2 separate regions of the Mus musculus genome follow, and region 1 is linked to region 2. The links are chromatin contacts, called in public HiCAR-type maps. All regions are on one chromosome and are shown on one strand. Each heading gives the region's core, a stretch centred on a gene start, on an enhancer-like site or on the middle of the called end of the contact. The rest is flanking DNA. Distances are from core to core; before and after follow the strand shown.

Region 1 (5,692 bases), core at 201-2,700, 390 kb after region 2:
ACATCAGGAGTTACAACAGTCTGATATTGTAATACTAGAATAGCCAAATATTTTTAAATATATCTAGTTTTTTTATCATTTGTATTAGACCTTACAAACTTTAATATTGTATGTATTACCTTTGTACCCCAAATAAGTTATCCAGACCTTTTATATTTTATAGAAACCTTTTAGTTTTTTATTCTGTAAACAAAACGATCTCTCTAGATAGATAGATAGATAGATAGATAGATATCTCCTTATTTATTAAAACATTTTATGTTTTAATTTTATAACATTTTTGCCAGACAGTGATGGTGCATGCCTTTAATCCCAGCACTTGGGAGGCAGAGGCAGGCAGATTTCTGAGTTTGAGGCTAGCCTAGTCTACAGAGTGAGTTCCAGGACAGCCAAGGCTACATAGAGAAATCCTGTCTCGAAAAACAAAACAAAACAAAATGTATAACATTTTTATCATTTAATACCATGAGATAACATAGTCATATAGATCAATCTCCCCTTGGATGACATGACCTGTTTGGGACAATTATACTTTAGTTATGAAGACCCAGTAGAACCTACCTTAGCAGATATTGAATGGCAGCTACTGTAATTATGTTTTGATTTTTTTTTTTTTTTGGTCTAGCAGTCTAAAATATTAGCTTTTTTGTTAGGTTTGTATATTATATAAAAATCATATCAAAATTAAGACACCATTAAAATGATAAAATCAACATCTTTTCAGCTCCAGGATGCTGAGCCCAGAGGGTTGTTGTCAGAGAGAGAACAGAGGGAAGGAACAGGGTGGTTGTCAGAGAGGGAACAGAGGGACCTGCCAGCTCAGCTTCAGCTTCTACTTTTTTAATTTATCTCTTAGACTGTTCTGTTCTCCTCCCTGTCACAGAGCCAGGGGACCTCTGTGACCTAGGAGAGGTGTTTAAAGGACAAACTGAGAAAAAACACGCTTCCATCTGAAATGGGAGGCCAAATCCAGTACTCCAGACTCAGCGCTTTGGCTTAAACAGCACAGGACAATTTGGCCACAGCAGCTCTTTTGTTTATGAGTTGGGGCTCATTAGCTCTGATAGCATCTAAGAGAGGAATTTAGGAATTAGTTTAGAAGTCTGAGCTAGCAAAACCTGATGTGCAGAAATACTTTAGAGGAGGAGGGGTGGAAGTGGGGGAGACCTAAGAGGATATTTCGGAGCTTCTATCATTATGAAGTTGTCAGTGCCTGGCCACCCCTAACAGACACTTTCACCCCCCTCTGCTGTGCCACTGCCTGAGTGAATACAGCTTGGCTCCCTTTCTCTTGTGAGGGTATCACTTTGCTCTGAGGGGCGGAGACTGGTCAGCTGGCTGCCCCAGCCTTTAAAGACCACACATTTGCCAGCACTGAGGTCTTCTGGAGCCAGCACAGCCATGAGCCAGCACTGCTTGTCTCTGTTTGGCCACTACTACAACACTCAACTGTGTTCTTTCTCTTAGTCCATCTGTTTGTAAGGGACCTGCTGTAGTAGAGGTATTTGGCTCAGATAAATAGATAAGAGCCATTTTTGGCAATTTTGAAATAAAAAACCATTTCTCATGCTCTGAAGCAAAAGTAATTTTAAACTTGATGCCAAGTTTTCAAGATCTTTTTATCCCTATTTTCTGTTCTTTATTTTTATCTTTTATCTTCTGTTTGGAGGAGACTGACCAGATCTATACAGGGTGTTAAATTACAATTTATTCAACTTTATGCTATGGTAAATAATCTGTAATCAAATTCCAGTGCAAACTCATCCATTGGAAATCCACTGGCCTTTGTAGGAGGAAGTTTGTCCTTAGACATTTACCTATATGTCCCCATATATTTAAATTTATAGAACCATTTTAGGAAACCAAGGGCAGATTTTTTTTAAATAAAATAGATTTATTTTTTTAAATAAGGAACTTTTGAGGCTGGTTGGTTGGTTGGTGATTTTGTTTGTTTGTTTTTAGAGTCAGGGTTTCTGAGAGCCTCCAGAACTCATTCTGTAGACCAGGCTAGCCTTGAACTTGGAGATCTTCCTGCCTCTGCACCTCTGCCTCGAGTGCTAGGATTAAAGGTGTGTGCCACCAGACCTGCCTTATCCTGGCTTTGTCAGGACTTTAGCAATACATTACGAGAACTAAAATGGAAAACGATGCAAGCAGCTAAAGGAAAGCAAGTGTCCACCCTGCAGTGTGCCCTCTTGCCTTCAGGTGGTCCCTGTGGTGTGACTGTGCAATGCTGTGTTTGTCTGTAGAGGATGGCTGCACTTTCTCTTTCTACCATACTTGGTTGTCCTTGTTCAGGCAGTAGTTTGACCTGGACCAGCAGGTCATTCTTCAGTGACAACATCATGGGGGGGGGGGGTGCCAGGGATGAGGACGATAGAGAAGACAAAAGCTGGGGTCAGAAGGTCTTACAGCAGCTGTGACTTACATCCAGCATGTCCTCTCTCTATGTACATCATGTTCTCAGGGAAAGCCTTGGATCAGCCCAGTCCTCAACACTTCACTCCCTTAGTTTCCTGGCTTTCCATTCCCTCCTACTTGGAGGTGCAGATTTAACAGTTAGAGGCAGACATTAGTATATAAGCCTGGCCCTTGGTATGTTTCCTAACCCAATCCATTTTCCTGAAACTTACTTTCTTATAGTTGAACAAAATCCATTTTGTATATGTCTAAAATTGTCATTGTTCATTCATCTTTTGATGACCATCAGGCTGGTTGTATTTCTTCACTATTGTAAGTACAGCAGCCACAATGTGGAAGTGCACATATCTCTATTGTAGGATTAGAGCCCTTTGTGTGTATGCCCAGGAGCAGCTGGGTTGTATGGTAATTTTCTTTTAGTCTTTCCAGTGATTGCATAAGCTCCCATTCCTACTAATAGTATCTAAGGTTCCTCTTTCCTCACATTCTCTCCAGCATTTGTTGTCATTTGATTTCTTGATGGTCTTTCTGACAAGGCTGAAATATTATCTCAAAGTAGTTTCAATTTATATTTCTCTCGTGGCTAGAAATACTGAGCAGTTTTTTGTTTGGTTTTGTTTTATAGGGGTTTTCTAATTTCATTTTGTTTCACGTCTACAGGAAATTGGACCTAAGACGTCATGTGTGCTAGAGAAGTGTTCTAACTTAATCCCCAACCCCTAACCCAGTTGCATTTGTTCTTTTGAAAACTGTTCAGATCATTGGCTTGTTTTTTGATTGGTTGGTTTGTTTCTTAGGTTTAATGTCCGACCTCCTTTATATGTTCTAACTATTAACCCCGTGTTTGAGGTATAAATGGACATTTTCTTCTTATTCATTGGGTTGTCTGTTTATTCTGTTTCTTTTTCTGTTCAGAAACTTTTTAATTTCATGTAGTCTCATTTGTCAGTTCGTGAGGCTGTTCCCTGTGCTATGGAAATCCTATTCCCATGCCTTCGGTTACTGTGTGAATGATGATTCCGCCGTGACACCATTAATCTTCACAGCGACACAGCAGTCTTCCTTTGAATTCTAGCAAGGGTCGAGGTGGCTTTTGCTTTCTTCACTGTGACTCAGGAATGTGAGAGGGAAACCGTCTCAGAAGTATCAGAACCACAGCTCTGCCCCAGACAAAGAGCCTGACACATTTAGTACTGCCAGGTCTGAGACACTTCAGAGATCCCCTGGGCCTGAGTCAGTTCCCTGACTCCATTAAAAGCTATATTGGAGAAGGGGGGTCCTAATGTCAGTCACCGGCATCAGATACTGCTTTTGGGGGGCTAGTAGAAGTTCATATTGCCTTCAGTGAGCACCATCTTCCCTCATGGCTCGCTTGTTACTGAGGACTGGTTTAGAGGCTCATTTTCACTTTGCAGTAAGGTGGTTATTTTGGTCTATTTAATTTATACTTCTGAGGTACTTTCCATGTTAAGTCTCCATTGAGTTACCTACAGGAAAGAATAAGAAGTAAGTTTTTCTCAGCATTCAGGAGGCACATTGTAAAAGGATACATCCTGTCTATGTTAATTCTATTTCTTACAAACTTTAAAGATTAGCTATTAAAAATGCCATTTTACATAAATTAATTGGTTTTTATCAGAGTAGTATAATAGTAAACTACTTTTTGTCTAATGACTTCTGTTCACAGGTGAAGTGGTATAATCTGCCCTTGTTTATATTTTTGGTTGTCTGAATAAGATGGGAAATATTTTTAATATGCAGGGGCAGTAGTGAGGCACCAAGATTCCATGCACTTCCTGTCAGCAAAGGTATCAACTGCCAGGAACCCCTGATAAGTCCTATTTTGAGCAAGCAGTGTCAGGATAACAGAAGACAGACACAGTTTACTGCTGTGAGGCTGGCAGCAGAGCCAACTGCACTACCATCCTAATCACAACAGACACTCTGGAGTTAGACAAAGCCAAGTCCCCTTGTCAAACTATGCGGGAGGTTCAGTTAGTGAACAAGACAGACCTTTTGCCTTGTCAGAGCAATTTTAAGGGGTCATTTCTCTAATCCAGGGGCTAGAGAGACTCAGAAGCTTTCATACATAAAAAGCACTTGCGTGTTGGGAACATACGATATTTGCTACACAAAGAACAAAAAGAATGAATGTTGGATAAGGCTTTTTCTCTCCTGTACCACTCTTCATAAGATAGAGAAAGTAGTCCTCCTATAGGACTGGAGAGATGCTCAGCAGCTAAGAGCATTTGATGTTCTTACAGAAGACCCAGGTACAATTCCCAGCCTTCGCATAACATCTCACAAGCATCTGTAAGTTCAGTTTTGGGGAATCTGATTCCCTCTTCTGACTCCCACAGATGCTGCTCACAGACAGACCCAGACTCACAAAAATAAAATGGAAAAACATAGTCCTCCTGCCCTGACATTACTACTAATTTATTTTCAGTAGGAAAAGTAACTAAGCTCTCTGAGGCTTTTCTTTCTTCATGTGAGGAATTAGGAGACCAAACCAATGTGTTTTCAATTTCTGTGAAGCTTGATAAGACTCCTCCGAGGTGGGCTCTTGCCTGTGGCCCTCTCTGCACACAAGAGTCAGTGCAGAAGACCTTAACACGAAGCAGGGCCTTTGAATCATTCTTACCAGATGAACAGTGGGTTTTGGTTTTTTTGTTTTGTTTTCTTAAAAAGGGCTCCTTCTAGGCCCATGATAGGCATCATCTGTGCTTGACAGTGGAAAAGAAAAGTAGTCAATTTTGGCTACCTTCATGATCTTAAACACACAACAAAAATGTATCATCAAAGATTAAAATGATCAGGAGGCCTAGCAACTTTTAATGGACTCAGAAAGTAAATAGAGATATGTGGTATCAGTTTAAACGATCATTTCTTAAGAAAAAGCTATAGTCACCTGATTTTGTTTCCACTTAGTAAACCCATTCATTATATCTTTTTATTTTTAAAATGGTTTTATTTATTTACATTCCAAACGTTGACCCCCTTCCCAGTCCTCTCTCCAAGAGTTCTTCTTTGTCTCTGAGAGGATGCTTTCCCGTCGCTCAGCATCCCCTTTCCCTGGGGCATTAAGTCTCTACAGGATTAGGTTCATCCTCCCACTGAGGCCAGACAAGGCAGTCAGTCCTCTGCTATGTATGTGCTGGGGGCCATGGACCAGCCCATGTGTGCTCTTTGGTTGGTGGCTTAGTCTCTGGGAGCTCCCAGGGGTTCAGGTTAGTTGATACTGTTGGTCTTCCTATGGGGTTGCCATCCC
Region 2 (6,476 bases), core at 1,140-3,639:
GATGTGTATGACCACAAAATGTCATTCTTAATGGTGTTGTCAAGGAGGCTAGGGAGAGGCATCTGTTCCCTACGCCATACTTGCAATCAGCCAAGGGACAGTGTTGAAGAGGCTGAGGTCATGTTCCCAATAGCATACCATGATCCCTCATGTTTGTCCCTGACCTACATCCTCTGCCTGGGTAGGGATCTTTAAAGTGTGCAAGTGTGGGGGTGTTGGATGATCCGGGGGCACCGGTACAATTGCATATTCTAAAAGTACTGTGTCTTTGATAGACTAAGCAAGAAAACATGTCCTTGTTCTGAGTTGCATGGCTGGGATGGCCTACAGTGCCCTGGTATTGTAGCTCAAAGCTGCCCTGGCCTTGTGGGACAATGGCAACTTCCAGCGGCAGAGTGCACATCAACACCAAACCCACAGATTAGACAATCAAATGCCTGTGACAGGAGAAGATGGGCAGCAAGAGAACCAGGGTGAGGGGTGGGGGCAGGGAGGCAGGTGCTTGGGAGGAGGGCCATGGAGCAGACCTGGAGAGGCTGCAGGCCTGAGGGAAAGGTTACCCTTGTTTCTCTTCCACAAAGAGAAAGGGTGATAGAGGCCAGAGACACACATTGATCAGAAAGTGGGTGGGTCAGCGTGTATGTGTGAGTCCCCAGGCCTGACAGTCTGCCTTCACTGGGCCAGACTGCTCACTTTACCCCACCTGGATTCCTTCCATGTGGTTCTTGCACTTACAGGCAGGAAATGAGCACTGGACTTGCATCCACTTGTCTGGGAGGACAAGCTGTATTTCAGAGGGTCCGACAGGCAGAGAGAACAGATGTAACAGATAGGATGGGCAGGCTGGAGGACCTGAGATCCCTGTTACACTCTGCTCACCACCATCTGCTTACACCTGGTCCCACTCATGACCAGGCCATTCACACCTGAGAACTGGGTGAATCTTTCTGTCAGACCTCTACTTTTTGTCCCAAAGGAATCAGATGGCTTCAGTCCTGCAACCCAAAAAAATCCCCAGATGAGAGGTGTTCGGGCCTGGCCTGAGATGAACAGGAGCTAGACGTGGCCCTCGGAGGGGGAGGCGTTGTCTGCTCTGCTCTCTGAACACTTCCTTGAGGCTGTGTGGTAGATGGAGACCAAAGCCATGTTTATTCCTCTACCTGTGCAATGGAGGCATGATGAAGAGGTGAGAGGGAGTCAGAAAGACCAAGTCTAGCTTGCTTGGACCAGTCTTTGGTCCAGCAGTACAATCCGAAAGGTGGAGCCAACTAAAGTCCCTGAAAGGTGGATGGGTCTGCAGACCTTGGGAGGAGGCCTATAGACAGGTTGAGCAATTCTAAGACAAGCCGGCACGAGGTTCTCTACTCCTTCCCCACCTCGGCCACCCTCTAGGCAGAAGTACCCAGCCCATCTCTAACCTCGGGTCTCTGATGTGGATGTAGACAGAGATATGGGCACCGAGTCCTGGGGATCGCTTGCCAGCCGCTGCCCAGCACACATGGACTTCAGCATCTGGAAGACGGCGAGGGGAGCCACATTCAGATTCAGCAAGTCCACCAGGATCCTGGGGAAACAAATGCAGTGCTTAGCGAATACTGAAAGCCACAGGGCGGACATGCTCTAGGAGTCGCGCCAGCTGGGTCACCGTCTTGAAACCCCTTAAAGAGACACGGATATCTTAGAGTAGCAGATGCAGGAATGAGGAGTCCTAAAGCCGGCATTATCTGTAGGGAGTATGAGCTCAAAGTCCCGACCCCCGCTTTCTCACTTGAACACATCGGGGTCGATGGCGGCGCCAGCAGCCTGAGCTAGCTCGTACAGCTCCATCTCCTCGGCCCCCAGCACTTTCTTCCGCCGAAGCGCCAGCTTCTGCAGCGTTGCTGTCTCCAATCCTGTGGAAACCGCGAGTGCAGCACCACCAGCAGCAGCCGCCGCCGCCGCCATTCGTATAGCCTGAAAAGGGATCTGTGTTGGACAGAGTCTCTGCAAGTCAACAGCTCCAGCACCGAGGCGAGAGTTCCAAGAGGCCTTTACACAGTCGGTTACTTGACTTGTTCGGAACGTCTACTGTGCACAGGGCAGTGTGCTAGGCATGGGGTGGGGTGGTGGGAAGCTGATCACTGCCTGACGATCAGACTTGGACTGCTGGCTTAGGTAGCAGACCCCAGAATAGTACCTGGCATATACCGGGTACTTAGCAAATGCCTGTTGGATGACGAGTATTCACGATCTCGTGTAATTACCAGTTCTGTTGACGGTCCCTAAACAGCTTTGCTTTTAAACGGATACGCACTCCTGTCCCCCGACCCCGAAATACATAAACTTGGGGAGTAAAGAGCAACTGAGGACGTCACTGCGCACGCGCCTTGTGGCCAACTGCTTCTGCACTTGATTGGCTTTTGCTTTTGCAGGCGCTTTTCCCGGGAGGTTGAGCCGCTTTTCCCAGTAGGCAGGGGTGTGGCCTGACGCGCAGCTTGATGACGCTATTTCCGGGTTGTGTGTCTGGATAGCGGCGTCTATTTCTGAAGATAGGTAGGATGGTCATTTTGAACTCAACACGTTAGCTTGGCCGGTGTGTTGAGAACTGCAAATGTTTGGCCGGTTACCATGATTGTCACTGCCATCGGGAAAGAGTGGACCGGGGGAGCCGTCCAGAAGTGCCTACACAGTGAAAGGGGACCAGGAGGGGCATCTAAAATTTGTGCGGGGGCACTCTTGGAGATATTTTGTCTCCTGATGCTTTGTCCATTTTACATTACTAGTCTTTTGCATATGTGTGTGTATCCGTATGTGTATGTTTGTTGATTGGTGTTTTTATTTTTTCAATTTGTTTTATTCTGGCTTGATTTTTTTTAAATGTGCCTATTTGCTAGAAAAGAGAGGAGGGAGAGAGAGAGAGAGAGAACTTGAGAAGGTAGGGAAGTGGCAAAGTTCAGGGAGGAGGTAAGGGAGGGAAATCATGATCAGATTATAGAGTATGAAAAAATATTTTCAATATAAAAATATATTGGGTGAATAGTCTTCATTCTTAGGGGAAAACGTATTCATTACCGGGAAGGGGAGAATTTAGAGCATCTAGTCAGTTCTCAGCCTTCCTTCTTTCTTCCTTATACTGAACACAGCTTCCCTGGTTCTGCACTTCCGGTCTTCATATTTGGTGAACCTTTGGCCAGTCACCAAGGTCCAGATCTAAGGACTAAACACCATTTCCATGTTGAATGGTGCGTCTGTCACAGTGAGGACCATGGTGACAGTAAGCTGCTGGTGACTGTGAAGAGCCAGTGTGGGCTGTGGGGAATGAGTCTGGCTCCAGGAGCAGACATTACAGGATGTATGTGCATCTAATCTGGCACCTGCTTCCCAGGGTGGAACATCAGGTGCTTGTTTGCAGGATTCCAGAATATCTCAGGTTTTCGCAGAACTGTGGCCATGATGTAAATGTAGGGCCTCCCTGCCTCATTAGTTTATTGTAGGATTGATGGCTCCAGGAACCAGCTCCTATTGGTCAGAATGCCCAAGAGTACAAACTGGAGGCAAATCGAAGTGAGGCACAGCATCATCTCCCTAGCCAGACAACTGTTACCTGCATGCCATCAGCTCTGCCTGTTTGTAGGAGTATATCACCTCAGGTCCATGGATGGCCAGTGTCCATTCATAGAAGGAAGGTCAAGGTAGGGTCATTGGACCCTCACATAAGTCACTCCGCCATTTTCATATAATTCTGACATAATCATACATGGCCTCAACTTTAGGAAAGTCCAGAGGACTAAATTGCACAGACTTAGAGACCTTAATAAAGGGCTCTTGTACTAATACGCACTTAAAAATTCAAACATTTATGTACACACAACATGCTCATACAAAATCTCTCTCTCTCTCTCTCTCTCTCTCTCTCTCTCACACACACACACACACACACACACACACACACACACACTGTCTTGGCTAGTGTTTTGCCAACACGACACAAGATAGAGTCATCTGGGAAGATCCTCCATTGAGAAAATGACCCTATCAGATGGCCTGTGGGCAAGCCTGGGGTGCATCTTTTTTTTAATTGATGACTGATACCAGAATGCCCAGGTGACTATGGCTGGTACCGCACCTGGGCATGTGGTCCCGGATGGTATATCAGAGCAGGTTAAGCTAGCAATGGGAAATAAGCCAGCAACATTTCTCCATGGCCTTTGCACCAGCTCCTACCTTTGTGTTCTGTCTTGAGTTCAGGCCCTGATTTCCACAGATGATGGATCACAACTTGTGAGATAATATGAGCCCTTTTCTCCCCAAGTTGATTTTGGTCATGGTGTTTTATCAAAAGAATAGAAGCCCTAACTAAGGCCCATATTGTTACGTATTCTTTCACACTGTTATACTCTCAGATGCTCACATGTGACTCAGTGTCATATACATTCACAACCATGTTGCATGCAAGTATATATTCTCACACTTGAATGCTTACATGCCTGCATGCTCACACTGCACACACAGTGTGTTAAACACACAACCTCACACAGAAATGCTTGAAGCAAGTAAACATGCCCTTACATACACATAGTGTATTAGTCAGGGTTTTACTGCTGTGAACAGACACCATGACCAAGGCAAGTCTTATAAAAAACAACATTTAATTGAGGCTGGCTTACAGGTTCAGAGGTTCAGTCCATTATCATCAAGGTGGGAGCATGGCAGTATCCAGGCAGGCATGGCGCAGGATGAGCTGAGAGTTCTATGTCTTCATCCAAAGGCGGCTAGTGGAAGACTGACTTCCAGGCAACTAGGGTGAGGATCTTATACCCACACCCACAGTGACACAACCATTCCAACCAGGTTATACCTATTCCAACAAGGCCACACCTTCAGATGGTGCCACTCCCTGGTCCAAGGATATACAAACCATCACACATAGTAACACCCTAATACCTTTATACATCTTTGAACATACGTATACACTCTTCGCTGACTAGTCTTTCTCAGCTTAACTCAAACTTACACATTAACAGAGTAGAAATCTCAATTGAGGAATTGCCTCTATCAGTTTGGCCTGTGGTCATATGTGTAAGGTGTTTTCTTAATTTCTATTAATGAAAGAGGGCCCAACCCACTGTGGGTCATGCTCTTCTTAGGCACATATGGGTATGGACTGTAAAAGGTAACTGAGCACACCAAAAGAAACAAGTCAGAGGAAGCAAACCAGTAAGCAGCTTTTCCCCATGGTTCCTGCTTTCCAGTCCTACTTTCCATACCTCCTTTGGCTTCCCTTGTCGGTGGACTGAACTGTAAGCTGAAATAAACACTCCTTCCTTCCCAAGTTGCTTTTGATTATGATGTCTATCACAGCAACAAAATGTAAATTGAACATGATGTTACACACTTTTACACCACAAAACACACACAATATATATACACTCATGTAAGCATACACAATCTTAAGTACTTTTCTTCTCTCACCCACAGTCACACATTCACACCTATTGTTTCCTACACATTCACACATGGACACACACAGAGAGACTCTATTCCATGTGGTCACAATTTCCCCTTACATTATTGTGCAGCTGATTCACTGGCACTCACTTGTACTGAATATACTTATGCATTTGTCTCTGTACACTGTCATTTCTATGCATTCCTGAGCATGCACCTAACCATACTTATATAGAAATACACAAACATGATCACACAAACACATCATGACATGCAAACATACTACTATTCCACTCACACTCATACATACACAGTCTCACACAAGCTCACAGTGTCACACATTTTCTTAATAGCTCTGTCCTTAAAACTATCCCTAATTTTAACCCAATTAATAATCTAAACCATAGCCCTAATACTAACCTAAACCCAGACATTAAATGGATCCTTATCCTTAAACAACCTGGGGCCTGATCACAGCACTAAGCCTAGCACTAAGCCTAGACTTATATTTTTGGTTGTGAGCCTAGCCTTTAATGGCAGAGCCATCTCTCCAGCCCGCTAAGCCTAGTCTTAATGGTGTACCTAACACTGTTGCTCACTCTAATCCAAGCTGTAACCCCAAGTCTCATCCATAAAGTCTCCAGTTGATCCAAGGAAAGTTCTCTTCCTGAGGAGTAAGGACTACACTTACCTGAGGTTATAAGGGTTTAGATTGTTGTTAGGGATTATGGTAGGTTAGTTAGGTGATGGTTAGCATCCACGACTTCACTAGCTCTGGATACTTAGCTAGGTTTCCAGTATCAAGAATAAATTCCTTCTTGTTGAGTAAGTCCAGCTAGAGAGCTGCCAAGGTATGCATGCCACTGCTGCCCTTAGCACTGTTGTGCATGTTGGTCATTGTGGTTTGCAGACATCATAGCTGGCTACAACTATCGTCACGTCTCTCCTCAGGAAGCTTGCTTGGTGCTTGCGGGTACCATGAAAGCTAGTCTTCGGGGGAGAGGCATGCAGTTCAGCTCCAGCTCAAGGGCCTCTGGGCCCTGTGTCTG

The links. HiCAR-type assays count read pairs that join an accessible place to other places.
Region 1: a contact with region 2 is called in a HiCAR-type map of astrocytes, with 2.4 times the contacts expected there. The contact joins the enhancer-like site here to the promoter of Mzt2 in region 2. A contact is called at or near these places in 4 of 39 promoter capture datasets (hippocampal neurons, liver and neural stem cells), 4 of 115 datasets of contacts at active chromatin or transcription factors (astrocytes, embryonic stem cells and large pre-B cells) and 2 of 9 other capture datasets (macrophages and pancreatic islet).

What each region holds. Positions count from the first base shown.
Region 1 is chr16:16,252,586-16,258,277 of GRCm38.p6, forward strand. All of the region lies in intron 6 of Pkp2 (plakophilin 2), which reads left to right. Among named protein-coding and RNA genes, the nearest start is that of Pkp2, 42 kb to the left of the region's middle. Within about 2 kb of position 1,451, at least 42 of the 459 cell types and tissues checked have an H3K27ac peak or open chromatin away from gene starts, as enhancers often do. A contact at or near this core is called in astrocytes and hippocampal neurons, where this site is marked.
Region 2 is chr16:15,860,980-15,867,455 of GRCm38.p6, forward strand. Mzt2 (mitotic spindle organizing protein 2) reads right to left here and starts at 2,390. Exons shown (of 3, transcript NM_029354.3): 1 at 1,769-2,390; 2 at 1,419-1,564. The coding sequence starts at 1,944. Gm41425 (a long non-coding RNA gene) reads left to right here and starts at 2,458. Exons shown (of 3, transcript XR_875934.2): 1 at 2,458-2,532.